Linked DNA regions of Mus musculus: all the other regions are linked to region 1. Evidence: chromatin contacts called from public HiChIP or PLAC-seq data. All regions are on one chromosome and are shown on one strand. The core of a region is the stretch at or near the end of the contact, and the rest is flanking DNA. Distances in the headings are between cores, read along the strand shown.

Evidence for each region. HiChIP or PLAC-seq counts read pairs in DNA pulled down with a chosen protein or histone mark.
Region 2: an H3K4me3 HiChIP or PLAC-seq map of the SCID.adh cell line shows a contact between it and region 1, with 15 read pairs. The contact joins the enhancer-like site here to the promoter of Phb in region 1. A contact is called at or near these places in 12 of 39 promoter capture datasets (the 3T3-L1 cell line, the HPC-7 cell line, HPC-7-derived erythroid cells and 8 more), 1 of 15 datasets of contacts at CTCF or cohesin (the NIH/3T3 cell line), 2 of 484 Hi-C or Micro-C datasets (the AtT-20 cell line and bone marrow-derived macrophages), 11 of 115 datasets of contacts at active chromatin or transcription factors (the 230-238 cell line, the SCID.adh cell line, bone marrow-derived macrophages and 3 more) and 4 of 9 other capture datasets (adipose tissue, liver, macrophages and 1 more).
Region 3: an H3K4me3 HiChIP or PLAC-seq map of bone marrow-derived macrophages shows a contact between it and region 1, with 3 times the contacts expected there. The contact joins the promoter of Zfp652 here to the promoter of Phb in region 1. A contact is called at or near these places in 17 of 39 promoter capture datasets (the 3T3-L1 cell line, 3T3-L1-derived adipocytes, the C10 cell line and 11 more), 1 of 15 datasets of contacts at CTCF or cohesin (CD8 T cells), 18 of 484 Hi-C or Micro-C datasets (CD8 central memory T cells, the MC38 cell line, the N1E-115 cell line and 15 more), 15 of 115 datasets of contacts at active chromatin or transcription factors (the 230-238 cell line, CD8 T cells, the HPC-7 cell line and 7 more) and 4 of 9 other capture datasets (adipose tissue, liver, macrophages and 1 more).

Annotation. Positions count from the first base shown.
Region 1 is chr11:95,665,128-95,669,906 of GRCm38.p6, forward strand. Phb (prohibitin) reads left to right here and starts at 1,830. Exons shown (of 7, transcript NM_008831.4): 1 at 1,830-1,915; 2 at 2,910-3,024. The coding sequence starts at 2,937.
Region 2 is chr11:95,770,847-95,775,625 of GRCm38.p6, forward strand. No RefSeq gene overlaps it. Among named protein-coding and RNA genes, the nearest start is that of Gm38957, 3.6 kb to the right of the region's middle. Within about 2 kb of position 2,090, at least 38 of the 459 cell types and tissues checked have an H3K27ac peak or open chromatin away from gene starts, as enhancers often do. A contact at or near this core is called in the SCID.adh cell line, embryonic stem cells, epiblast stem cells and 1 more, where this site is marked.
Region 3 is chr11:95,746,884-95,751,662 of GRCm38.p6, forward strand. It overlaps Zfp652 (zinc finger protein 652), which reads left to right and starts at 2,184. Exons shown (of 5, transcript NM_201609.2): 1 at 2,184-3,264. The coding sequence starts at 2,368.

The DNA of each region.
Region 1 (4,779 bases), core at 580-3,079:
TTTGTGAAGCCAACAACCCTTGCAAACACTAAGTTTCAAAATCTGTGGTTCACCTATTTAATCGTTTATTAGGAGGGAAAGCTCTTCGTATGTTGATTGATTCTTGCCCATTTGAGTTATGTAACATCATTCACACTTTTTTTTTTTGGTTTTTCGAGACCTTTCTCTGTGTGTCGTCCTGGCTGTCTTGGAACTCACTCTGTAGACCAGGCTGGCCTCAAACTCAGAAATCTACCTGCCTCTGCCTCCCAAGTGCTGGGATTAAAGGCATGCACCACCACTGCCCGGCCATCACACTTTTTTTTTTCTAACAAAATGTATTTGTTTTATTAATTTTAAGTATTTCACTTATATTCACCACCTTATTTACCCTCCCCAGGCCCTTCCAGTCTCTCTTCCACCCCAATAGTCTTCCTTGTGTCTTCACATTCTCTCTCTCTCTCCCTCTCTCCCTCTCTCTCTCTCTCTCAGATGCCACCTGCTTCTGCCTCCTGGGTGCTGGGATTGAAGTCGTGCACCACTGCACCTAGCTTGCTTTCATGTTCGTTCGTTCGTTTTCTTTCTTCCTTTCTTTTAAATGTATATCTGGCTTCTTATATTTTAATAAGAAATAAATACCGATTGCAAATTTAAAATTGCATTTTATCTTTTAAATAAAAGTTAAGCTAAGAATAAGGAGCAGGTCTTTCTTAGAAGTCCAATGCACTATCCATTGCGCCACAGTGCCAGGGGTTTTCATGTTCTTTACAGATATTCTCAGGAGAGTTTGTATTTCGGGAGCAACAAGCCCAAAAAAATAAACTACTTCATTTTAGATTTGTGTCATGGAGAGGAATGCTATAAAAGTCACTATTTGCTTAATTGGCAAAATTGGAATGCAGACATGGATAATATTTACTTAAGTAAAAGGATAGTAGCCGGGCGTGGTGGCGGACGCTTTAATCCCAGCACTTGGGAGCCAGAGGCAGGCGGATTTCTGAATTCGAGGCCAGCCTGGTCTATAGAGTGAGTTCCAGGACAGCTAGGGCTACACAGAGAAACCCTGTCTCGAAAACAAACAAACAAACAAAAACAAAAAACAAAACAAAACAAAAAGTAAGAGGATAGATATCCTTGATCTTAGAGAATAGTAGGAGAAAGAGAAAAGTGGAGGGAGGCGAGGAGATGGAACAAAAACAACAACAAATACGCAAATTGTTGACAACAGGTGAACTTGAGAAGCCATACACATGATCTCCGTCCCTTTTTTGCAATTCCTCGAATATAACTTGGAAAAAAAGATGCCCAGAGATTTAGACCCTAAATCAAGAGCCTTTACTGAAGTATTGCAAGACCTGAATGACCGACTCCCTTCCTCTTCTTTCTAAGCCGTTTTTAAGGTTATGGAGTGGCTTGGAAGATCAACATCTTACGTCCCTGAGGGCTGTCCTTAACTTCCCTAGCAGTCTCTCAGTGCATGAATTATTTTACCTCACCTTTATCCAAAATGCCCACCCATTCCTTCACCACCTTGTGATTTCCTCTACCAAGTGGAAGCCCAACTCCTTTCCGATCCAGTCTGCTTCCGGCTTCTGGAACCACCTCCTTGAGGAATAGGCACGTGCATATATTACCAAGGAACTACAACTCCCGAAAGGCTTTGCGGCAACATCCCATCCGTTCTCACCAGTCAGAAACGGGTTTCCTGAAAGAGCCCGTTGCTGCATGATCTTTTGGGAGTTGTAGTTGACCTCATTAAAGCCACAGAGCCCGCGGAAGACTGCAAAACACGTTTCCCAGAATGCACGTCGCTCGGCTTCACCAATTGAAGGGTCGGATCTTGAAGAGGCGGGGGTCGGGGGGGGGGGAGGAGCTGCCTGGCGCACGCGCAGTATCCGGAGCTGGGGAATTCATGTGGAGGTCAGAGTGAAAGCAGGTAAGCGTGGTAGGAGCGGTAGAGGCCTCTGGTCCTATGTCCCTGTAGCCTGCCTCTGCTTTCCTATGTACAATGAGGGCATGGGATGCATGTGTGGGTACGCCTAGTGGAGAAGGGGGAAATCTCGGTCCAGAAGGAGTTAGGAATGTGCAAGGGGAGGGGACAGGATGAGGAAAAATCCAGAAGCTGGTGGAGTAAAAAGAGCTGGATGTCAGAGACAGAGGATAAATGTGCATGGAGAAATCCCGATACACAAGCAGTTGAAGTCTGAGAAAGGGGAGGGCGAGTTTGAGGATTGTACCAAGGGTGACGCAGGGGCGGGACATTAAAAAGTTCAAGGCTAACTGGTTTCTAGTTTGTCAGCTACGTGCCCCCACCCGTCCCGCCGCAGCCCCACCTCCAGTCCTTCACCGCTCTGCCTCGCTGCACCCCTGCCAGCCCCTGCTTTCCTATTAACTGGTATGGGGAGGAGTTCTACAATGTCTTCTAGAATTCGGTCTTCTCATTCTAACCCTGGTTCTACTACTTAAGAGTATAACCTCTCTATGCACTTCAGCAGTCATAACCTTCATAAAGTAACTGAAGGTTAAACAAGGCTGTCGGAGACCGTGTAACTTAAATGTTAACAGAAATTGCCCTTTTTGTTGTTGGCTTCAGCCGTGTAGCACCGGTCTCGCTTGTGGCCTATTGGTCTAGGAAAAGGGAGTGTGGTTTTTCTGTGTACTAAGTTCCTCGTGGGTACAAAGCACCGTTCCTACGCTGAGCCAAGTGTCGCAGACTCTTTCTCTGAATGGTTGTAAAGAAACACGTCCACAAACGCAGACATGATCTACAGTTTGCAAGGTGGTCAGTGTTATGGGGCGTTCAGTGAGTGAGTTTGGGCCCACAGGTGTAGACATATGAAAATGTATGTTGAGACATGAACTCTGTGCCTCAGAGCGGGCTTTCTCTGAGAATCTGGTGTCAAAGTGTTTTATGTTTACCCCGTGTTTAGGTGTGAGTGGAAGCAACAGAAGGAGTCATGGCTGCCAAAGTGTTTGAGTCCATTGGAAAGTTCGGCCTGGCGTTGGCAGTTGCAGGAGGCGTGGTGAACTCTGCTTTGTATAATGGTGAGGCGCGGAAGAGCTTTCTGCATAGTTTCTGTTGATCTGCATAGCCCATGTGTCATTCCTTTTAAAAAAAAAAAAAGATTTATTTATTTTATTTATATGAGTACACTGTCGCTGTCTTCAGACCCACCAGCAGAGGGCATTGAATCCCATTACAGATGGTTGTGAGCCACCATGTGGTTGCTGGGAATTGAAATCAGGACCTCTGGAAGAGCAGTCAGTGCTCTTAACCGCTTTGCCATCTCTACAGCCCATTTGACATTCCTGATGCTAGCTGCTGTCTGAAGGTGTGTGAGGTTAAGGGGGACTCACCTGCTACCCCACATACTGGTTGTGAGTCATCAGAGGCCTATGATCACTTAGGCAGGGGTTCTCAGCCTTCTGATGCTTGGAACATTTAGTAGTTTCTCACTATTGTGGTGATACACCTCCACCACCATACAGTTCTTTTCCTTGCTGATTTATAACTGTGATTTGCTACTTTTATGAATCGTAAATTTTGTTTTCCGATGGTCATAGGCAGCCCCTGTAATAGGGTCTTTTAACATCCCCCCTCATAGGGTTCTGACCCACAGGTTGAAAGCCACTAACTTAGAGGCTTTGTTCAAGGGGAGCCCTCCTGTCCAATGTTTAGCACTTTAGCCACTTTGAAATGATGAGGTATTACCCAGATGACAGGAGGTGACAGGAGCCCATTGGTTCTCTTCCTTATTTGCATGAAGTATCTTGGCAACATCTCTAGACCAGTTTGAGAGACTGTGTCCTGAGAAAAGTTTTGCTCAGCTGGTTGCAGAGAGAATAGGTTTTTGTTTTTAAATTTTTTTTTAAGGATTTATTTATTTCTTCTATGTATGAGTATACTATTGCTCTCTTCAGACACACCAGAAGAGGGCATCAGATCCCATTACAGATGGTTGTGAGCCACCATGTGGTTGCTGGGAGTTGAACTCAGAACCTCCGGAAGGGCAGTCGGTGCACTTAACCGCTGAGCCATCTCTCCGGCCCAGGAGAATAGTTTTTGCCAGGTATTGAATGGTGCCACAGTGCAAAGCTGGGTTTTCTTTGACTGTATTACATGGCCTTATTTGCGAGTCCCTCCTTTTAGTCCCCAGCTTTCTCATTGGTCAAACAAGGGGACTGAACTAGTTTTTCTCTTAAGATTCCCTCTAAGGCCGGGCGTGGTGGCACACCCCTTTAATCCCAGCACTTGGGAGGCAGAGGCAGGTGGATTTCTGAGTTAGAGACCAGCCTGGTCTACAGAGCGAGGACGGCCAGGGTTACACAGAGAAACCCTGTCTAGAAAAACAAAACAAAAAAAAAGATTCCCTCTAAGTCTGATACTCTTTTAAAACAGCAACAGATTTTGATGTACCTCCTGTATGGTTTTTGTTTTATTTGTATTGGGAGGGTTGGTTTTGTTTGTTTTGTTTTGTTTTGTTTTGTTTGAGACAGAATCTTTACCATGTAGCTCTTGACTGGCCTGAAACTCACAGAGATCCACCTGCCTCCACTTCTCAAGGGCTGAAATTAAAGGTGTACACCTGTCTACCTAGCTCAACTAAAGCAGTTGTAAGTAACTCAGACCCACACCCAGCTGTTCTGTTTTTAAGACAGTGTCTCCTGTAGTCCCAGGCTGGCTTTGAACTCCTGGACCTTTGGCTATATGATGTTTTGATGAGTTATTTTCAGAGTGAAGGTTTTTAGATCAACTCTAAATTCAAACAGGAAATGAGAGGAAGTGACTACTTCAGCCTG
Region 2 (4,779 bases), core at 840-3,339, 110 kb after region 1:
CTGCAGTACTTGTTTTGGCCATACGGGGCGATAAAGTACTTTCTTCTTAGCTTTTAAGTCTCTTCTGGGCTACCTCTTGGCTCACTGATTGGATTTGACTAAAACATTTTCACGATCACTAAGTTGAGCAGTTACTCAGGCCTGGTGATGTGAGCAGAGATGGGGTCCTGTGTCTGAGGTCCATGTGGCTCGTCAGGCATCATAACCAGCAAGCCTTTGTTAATATTGGTTCCATGAAACCGAAAGCTAGCCCTTATCATAAAGGCTCCATTGTTTACTAAACGCAGAACTAAAGGTGACCCTCCTCCCTGTTTCCACCCTCCCATTGCAGCCCAGTCTGCCCTATCACATCTGTGACAGCAGTGGGGACCTCTCATGTGTAAGCACACGCTCTCTCACTTTTTCTGCTCCAGGTGGGTAGGAAGGTCTCCCAGAGCAGGCCTGGCCCTCTCTCTGCACAGGTTCCTTGTCTTTGGGCTCCTGGCCCTCTTCAGCTCTCGGGGAATATTGAATGCGTCCTTTGCAGTGTCTCCAGAGGAACAGTTGGCTATCCACTCAGGAAAGCACAGGCCTGAGGCTGTTTACCTTGCAGGGTCAGGAAGCATTTTCCTGTGGAAGGGCCTCCTGCTGATTTTCTCCTGGTCCTTTCCCCCAGCAAGAGTCTGTGCAGTGCCAGTCGGGGGGTCCTTGTAATTCCAGCCCAGGCAGAAGTGGAAGGGAAGCAGTGACCAGGGTAGATAGCAGGTGTCCGGGTGTCCCCACAGTCCTGAGGTCACTTGCACTTTCTCATTTCTTAAAGGAAGTCCAGTGTTCTTGCCAGGAATCCTTAGCCTTAGGTTTACAAAGCTTGCTGTTGAATGTTCGTCCGGAGGAGTGTAAGAAGGCAGGAACTGCTTGGTTCCAGTCCTGCCTGCAAGGTCAAGAAGGTTTAAGACTACGTCTAATCTGGAATCCTTACCTCTGTAGAGGGCGTTGAAGGTCAAGCTGGGACGGTGAGGGGTGCTGTAAAGAAGGTCATTGGGCCTTCAGTTGTGGGTGGGGGTGAGTGGTGGGCAGGACAGAGTCTTACTAGGATGGGAAGGAGGGAGAGGAGGGCTTGGCCCAGGGAGCTGGCCGCATGGTGGGTGGAGCCAGGTGGGCTCTGAACTGGTCCAGATGCCTGGCTTCCCTTAGCCATCTTTTCCCTAGCATCCTGTCAGACCCCCGGCGTGATGATATGCTTCCCTGTGTTAACTCTACCAATATTATTTTTTTAGCAATGGAAATGCACTTTTTTTTAATTTCAACTCAATCATGATTTTAAGTATAAAAATTTATAGATTGTTAAAACTACTTTTTTGTGTATTTTTAACCACTCAATGTAGCATTGTATATTTTATTCTTATTGAGACTCTGGTACAAGGTGTGCCATTTAATGATTTTTTCCCCCCAACATGCTGGGCCTTTGGATGTGTACGGTAACCAACTTCATGCTAATGTTCAAAGTAAAAAAAGAAAAGTAGCCATATTCCCACGTGTCTTCTCTTCATTTCTTCTCCAAGCTCAGATGACATTTTGAGGGCCCCTTGGTCAATGATTGTTCATTTTATGTAATCATGTGACCCACGTCTGTATTATTGGTTCGTATCTCCAATGCTGTTGGTAGTGTGCCTACCCTAAGCCCCAAATCCAGCCTGGTCCCTTAAGAATAACATTCTTCCTGTCCCCCACCTGCCTGTCCAGTTAGTTATAGTGACTGAGTCTCAAGCTTGTACACAGTAGGTAAACTGTACCACTGAGCTACATCCTGTGTCCTCCTCTTAATTTGTGTTTTGAGATAGGCCCTTACTGAGTCGCCCGGGCTAGTCCTAAACTCACTCAGGAACTCAGGGAGGCCTTTAACATGCTGTCCTCCTGTCTCAAGCTTCCTGACAAGCCTGGGTCACAGGCTGCACCACCAGGTCCGTGTGAGCCTGTACGATGTACTTCCAAGTCTGCCCCGATCTCATCTCTATAGTGCTGCTGCCTTGGTGCCCCTGAGCTGCAGGCAGCAACACTGCTCTGGCCAACTGAGCAGTGAGCGCAGACTTTCCAAGAGGGGTGTTTGGGGGAAGGATCAGGATTGGGTGTGACCCAGCTAGAAGAGTTAACCCCAAGTGCAAACAGCTTATCCAGTATAGTCAGTGGGAGGCAGCTTTTCTCCTCACCCCCGTGGGGTTCAGTCCCCCAGCCAGTCATATCAGTGTGTCTGGTGAGTGCCTAGAGAGTGAGAGGTGGGCAATACTGGGAGCCCTCACTCTCACAAAACATGCTCTCCAGTGGAGGAAAGCTGACTTGCTGATCTCTGTCAGCTAAGCCTGGAGCCATGGCCTGTATATAATTCAGCCACGTGAGAGGCCGAAGCAACAGGATCTGACATTCAAACCAGCCTGGAAAACTCAGTGAGACCCAGATTTCAGTACAAAACAGGAGGATCTGAGGATGGTGTTGGGTGTCCACCCAGCATGGCAAAGGTCCTGGGGCCCATTTTTGCACTGGGTGAGGGGGCATAGGAAGGGGTATATACATTTAAAATTATGTAATTTGGTGTCAGGTGATGTGGGTCCCTGTAACCTGAAGCTTGCCCTCTGAGATAGGGCTGTGCCAACTGGAAGATAAGCCAGCTCTGTCACAAGCCTTTCCAATTCACATCTACCCTGTTTGTTCCTTTTACGGGATTCCAATTAGGGAGTTTAGTGTCTAGGAAGGAAACCGTATTGTTCACATTTCCCTCTGTTTGAAACCTCGTAGAACAGAGCAGAACTGAACAGATCACAGAATTGCCTTAGAGTGTGATGTGTGAGTGTATGTGTGGTGTGGTATATGTGTATGGTGTGTGTGTGTGTGTTTGTGTGTGTGTGTGTGGCATGTTATGCATGCAGGTGTTCCCTAGAAGGCCAGAAAGAGGGTGTCAGATGCCCCGGAGGCTGAAGCTCCTGACGGTTCTGAGCTGCCTGATGTGGGTGCCGAGATCAGCACAGTTTCTTTTCTTTGTTTTCTGTTTGTTTGGTTGGTTTTGATTTTGAGACAAAGGCTCACAGTTGCCATGATTGGCCTGAAGCTGTGTGAAGACCAGGCTGCCTCTTCGTCCTCAGTGCTGACATTAACGGGTGTGGCCACGCCTAGCTGTTCTTGTCTTGCGGATGGATTTAGTAGTCCTGGCTATGTACTACGCGCTATGCATTTGAGGGTGACACTGAGCTCCCATTCTTCCTGCTTCCAGCTCCCAAGTGCTAGGTTTACAGGTGTGTGCCACCAGGCCCGGCCACACATTTCCCTTAGTAGTACACCACCAGCATACATTCCACCAGTGGCTTTCAGACTTTGTTTTTGTTTTTGGGAGGGTTTTTGAGACAGGGTTCCTCTGTGTAGCCCTGGCTATCCTGGAACTCACTTTGTAGACCAGGCTGGCCTCGAACTCAGAAATCTGCCTGCCTCTGCCTCCCGAGTGCTGGGATTAAAGGCGTGCGCCACCACGGCCGGCTCAAACTTTGAATACAATGCTAGTAAGAAATATGTTACTGGTATTTTCTGTCTAACACACATGCAAACATTTACTTATATAAGTGAAAAAAAAAATCAAGAACGATAGCCCTATCTACTGTGCGTTTATTCATTCATTTATTTGAGAGAGTTTCACTGTGTACTTCTGGCTGACCTGGAGCTCATGATATAACACAGGCTGGCCTTGAACTTACAAATCTCCAACCTCAGCCTCCCAAGTCCTATGACTTAATTGCCTATTGATATATGTGTATGTATGCTTTGTGTGTGTGTATGTGTGTGTGTATGTGGTATGTTTGTGTGTAGTGTGTATTATTTATGTGTGTGTGTGTGCTTGTTCGTGTGGGGGGGTGTGGTGTGTGGTGTGTGTTTCTGTTTAGTGTGTGTTATGTATGTGTGTGTTCTTGTTCAGGTGGGGTGTGTGTGTATGGTGTGTGTGTTGTGTGTGTATGAGTATCAGTAGGCCAGATGATAGCCTCAGAGTGTCATCCTCAGAAATGTTATCCACCTCCCTTGAGAGAAGATGTCTCACTGAGCTCTAAAGTCACCTGTTAGGCTAGGCTGGCTGGCCAGCAAGCCCCAGTGATCCTCCCGTCTCTCCCTCCCCAGCCCTGGGATTAACAATGAAGTGCCCCCAACACCTAGCCTTTGAATGTGGGTTCTCAAATGAACTCTGAGACTCCTGCTTGCAAGGCAAGCCCTCTACAGACGGAACCATCTTCCTCAGCCCCTGGCCTTATTATTTTTTTAAATGTGGATCATGAGCCCCTAAATTAATTTTGAGGCTCACTAATGAGTTCTGTTTGGAGTACAAACCCTGTCTCAGAGCAGCATATGTCCACAATTTTGTTCAGTCCCTTTGCAGTAGCAGCCTGAATTCAATTTCACAGACAATCGGGTTATTTAACTGGATTTTCCGATGTCTTAAGCTTTGCCACTTCTCTTTCTGATTGCATCCACATTGGCCATTATTCAGCCCAGTGTCCTGCATGGAGCCCCTTCATTCTCAGACACTTTGCAGTTCTTTCTCACTGGAGCCCATTGACCCAGTACTTGTACCATAATAGGTTGCTAACTACAAGGATGTCTTTGCATTCAAACATAGACGCCTTTTGGGAAATGTGTACTGGGCGTTGGACCCTAGGGCTTACATGTCCTAGGCAAGTACTCTACCACTTAGCTACCTTCAAGGCCCTTCATAACTCATCTTTTTGAGGTTCCCCAAGGTAAGTTATTATGCAGGGCATGCTGGTGCAC
Region 3 (4,779 bases), core at 934-3,433, 82 kb after region 1:
TAAAAATTACATTCTAGAAAACTACCCTTGGTCATGGCTAGACTGAGCCCTCCCAACACCCTAGCATCAAACTTGATATGAAGGTAAAAATGACTTCCTTTGACTTTGGGAACATCCTGCCAGCCCTCCTGCTGGGAGCCACACGTGGGCAGAGCCATGCCAGGCTTTCTTCTGGTACTTGAGAGCTGTTGAATTTTATTAGAGCCTGAGCTATGTTGGATTTTAATAGAAAACTATCTCAGTGACACACACACAATGCTTCTTACCGTAAAGATAAAGAGTTCCTTTTAATTAACACTTATTTCTACATTTAGATGACGTTTGTGGGTAATGGCGAGTGCTTTGAATGCTGCTGGCATCCTGGCAGAGTAGCTTACTTAGGATGTAGCTGCTTCTTTGGCCCAAGGGGTTGTTTGATGAACCTTAGGTGCTTCAGCTGGCTTGTGGTGAGGAATACATATTTGATTTTGTTCTTGTGTGGAGACTATTTGTGCTAGCAAGTCCTTAGATAGTACCTGAGAGCAACTCTGTCCTCATACAGGTCGATTACTACAACTAGTATAGTATCTAGCAGATGGGAAACACTTACCTGTTTAACAAGGATGTGACCAAGTGCTTTGTATAAATGCAAATCCTCTGATTATTTATAAACTAGAGAATTGGCCAGACCTTACAGTTGTGTAGTTTGCTGCTTGGCTCCCACTTTTTGCATTAATGGACAATTTAAGTGGACTATTATTAGTGGACTATTGTTGCTACAGTTTAGGATCGACAGTACCAGAGTCAGGTTAGAAGTAACCGTATTTATTGGTCTCTTTATGAGCCTCGTTGGTTACATGTTCTCTTCCCTAACAGTGTATTCGCTTTATGTAGAGCAGCTCAGCAGGGTCTGAGTGACTCCTGTTACCTGTTAAAGTTACATAGCAGTTCAGCGTCAAGTGTACTGAACAGTTTCTTACTAAGGTTATTTCGTAGCAAGATTTCACTCACTTCAGCCGAGTAGAACCAATATATTAAGAAAAAGCCATATCATTCATCCCAGGCCTCGGGGGGCAGAGGTAGGCAGAACTCTGTGAGACCAGGTGGCCTCGTCTGTACAACAAGTTCCAGGACAGCCCGGCTACATAGTGAGACCCTCATCTCAGGAGGAAGAAGGGGGAAAGTTAAGCTTTGCTTATTTTAATTAATTAAAAATTAGCCCCAAAGTTTTGCAGTAGGTACTAAGTAGATGCTGAATAATAAAAATGTCTCTGGTGCCCATCACATGACAGACATTCAGTAAATACTGTTTTCCTTCCTTTTGTCAACTCGACTATACAGGTCCTCCATTGTCATTTGTATGACTCAGCTGCAGGGTAGCTGGCAAAATAGCAGTATAAGCATGCTGCAAGCAGATTGTATGCCCGTCATTGTTTTTTCATGGATGGTTTTAGTTTTCTTAGAACCGTGCCGACCTGGTGGTGACTGATTCTCAGAATTTTGACTTCTCTGCAACTGACACATGAAAAGTCACCCAGTTGTAGCATGGCTGTGCACCAAGTGTCAACCGCCTCAGCGGTGCTCCCATAGCTGAGGCAAGTTATGGTGACGGTTCATTTATAATTATTAAAGGCCAGGTCGGTTTCCTTGTGTGGTTGTGCCAGTTAGCTGCTCTAGTTCTGTGGCCTGCAGTGCCCATGTGGCTGCCCTTGTGTGTGGGTTCTCACTCTGGTAGATGTGGTGGCTGATGCTGAAGGAAACTGCCAGTATGACTCCCTTGAGTGTTTCATGGCCTTTTGTATCATGAGACTGATACCAGCAGACCCTGCAGCATCCAGTGTGGCAGACATCATGTGGTAGTAGGTATTTCTTCATCAAACACATGCTGTCTGCTTTAAAGATAGTTTGGTGAATTTGACAGATATGGCTCTTGGTATGATAGAATTTACATTCTAACTGAAATTGGGGACTCATACAAGCCTGTAAAATAATATCCATTTCAAACCATTTGAGGAGAATAATGAATCAAAGTGTATGGAATGTAATGATTTTAAATTTTGTGTGTTGTGAGGAATTCCATGGCCTAAGAAGAATATGGTGATATAATTTTTTCCCTCATTTTTTTTTCTCTTTATAGACAAGATGCTCCAAGTCCCCTGCAGTTCTCTTCGAAAGAAGACGAGGAGTGCTCTGCGCCTGCCGTAAGAACAGCCCTTTTTGACTTAAGGTGGCGGTGGTGCTGTGACACAGGAAGAACTGCATGCAGGCTGCAGGAGTTTCTTATTCTCACTTCTTGAGTAGTTAGTTCTCCGTGGAGGGAGAAAGATTTGAGTCTTAATTGCCCTGTTTTCAAGGTGTTCTGTGTCGTCTGAACTGGGCCACTTCCTAATGAGCTACACAGCCAGTCCTTGTCCGGAGCTGGTTGAACCCTGTGCAGTGCATGCAGAAGGAATGGCCCAGGAAGAGAGCCATCGAAGTCAGGCGCCACCCACCTTCTACCATGGTGCCAGCCAGGAGCTCGACCTGTCCACCAAAGTGTATAAAAGGGAGTCTGGAAGCCCTTACTCTGTGCTAGCAGACACCAAGATGAGCAAACCACATCTCCACGAGACGGAGGAGCAGCCATATTTCAGGGAGCCAAGGGCAGTGTCTGATGTGCATACTGTCAAGGAAGACCGGGAGAATTCTGATGACACGGAAGAGGAGGAGGAAGTCTCTTACAAAAGGGAGCAGATCATAGTGGAGGTAAACCTTAATAACCAAACATTAAATGTCTCTAAAGGGGAAAAGGGTGTCTCTTCCCAGTCCAAAGAGACGCCTGTCCTTAAGACAAGCAGTGAGGAAGACGAGGAAGAGACTGAGGAGGAGGCCACAGATAACAGCAGTGACTACGGAGAGAACGGACGGCAGAAGAAAAAGGAGAAGCAAGTGGAGAGAGTCAGGGTTACACAGAGGCGAACCCGGAGAGCGGCCTCTGCTGCCGCAGCTACCACTTCCCCTGCACCCCGCACAACTCGAGGCCGTAGGAAAAGTGCAGAGCTACCCAAGAGGAAGAAGCGGGCCACCAAGGAGGCTAAAGCGCCAGTTCAGAAAGCTAAGTGTGAAGAGAAAGAGACTCTGACCTGTGAGAAGTGCCCCAGGGTGTTTAATACTCGCTGGTACCTGGAGAAGCACATGAACGTTACTCACAGGCGCATGCAGATCTGTGATAAATGTGGCAAGAAGTTTGTCCTGGAAAGTGAGCTGTCCCTTCACCAGCAAACAGACTGTGAAAAAAACATTCAGGTAGGTCTCACCAGCGGAGGGCAAAGTTTCCAGGCTAGGACCTGGCTGTTCAGAGTCATCTGGTGTCTGCCCAAGAGGATAGAGGCTGAAGGGACAGATTTCACCAATTATCACTTTAGACTCTGCTGCTTGGGTCTTTTCAAAACCAAGGCTTAATCCTGTCTTTCAAAAGCATTACACTTAACTGACGATGGATTAGTGAGAACCAGGTGCACTGGAAGGGGGATTGGTTATAGATGACTGACTGGGATGTAAAGTCAGCGCCGACTTTGCACTGAGAGTCTCTGTTGTGGGACCTGTGAGATAATTCATTCTGGCATCTTCTGTCACGGTGGGAGGTTTGCCGAGTGAGGGCCAGGAGTAGAGAAAGGTCCTTTCCAATTAGAAGGATGTCAGAGTCTAGTGCAGCTGATGGGGACAGAGACCATGACTCAGACCTGTGGAAATGGAAGATCTCCTTACACCCGTGGAGAGATGGCAACACTAAATGTGTCAAGAGGCAAGCCCGTGGGAATATGCAAACCTTAAACAGAGGCTGAGCTGTTTGAAAATGTTGCTTACCTGGCAGTAGGGTTACATAATAATGTTGCTGTACAGTGCTGCTGATGTAACAAAGCGTGCTATTCAAACCACTCTGGTGTCTTGGAAAGATTGTACTGTGACAGGTTAAGAGGTGTTGAATTTATTGCAGCTATATTGGTGTATGTATATGTTTGTGTATTAATGGATATTCATACATGGTAAGTCTGTTATGTGTCCATAAGATGTATATAATAATTACCATATTGAAGCTAACTTTAAAAGATAAATTGTTTTACTTTTGGTGTGGGAAGTTTAATTTTCTCTTTTAGACAATTGTTTTTAATCAATAACTGAATGCCTTTCTTTAAAGAGATTTTTGGTTTTTTTTATAAGCCACTGATTTAGCTTGTAAATCATGACATGATAGAGGTATGCTGGGTAAATAAAAGAGACTCTGGCCATGTTCTCCAGCAGGTGCCTGGGCAGAAGTTGGTTGCAGGGTCAGTCCAATGGAGCATGGTTCAGTGCTGCCCCCTAGAGGTCAAACTTGGATTTCATAGTGGCTCTTTACTGAAAAGGCATTCCTCATTTCTGTCTCTATGATCTGCTTATTTTGTGGGTTCCCTCCCTCCCTCCGTCCTCCCCCTCTTCTTCCTTTCTTCTTATTCTTTTTTTTTTTTTTTTTTTTTTTTAGCTTGAATTTGATTGAGTAACCAAAAACACCAGGTCTTGTTTGTAAGCTTCTGTGCTTCTCCTATCATAGCATGTTCACCCTTGTGCTTGTGTTGTGTGGGTTCTGCTGACTGAAAGCCGTGCAGACTCCTAGGCTGAAGAGATGGCTCAGCACTGGGCACTCTTCAGAGAACCTGAGTTTGGTGCCCAAGGCTCTCATGGCAGCTCATCCCCCCGTTCCAGGGATCTAACATCCTCTTCTGTCCTCCTTGGGCACCAGCCACATATGCAGTATATATACATACAGCAGACAAAACACTC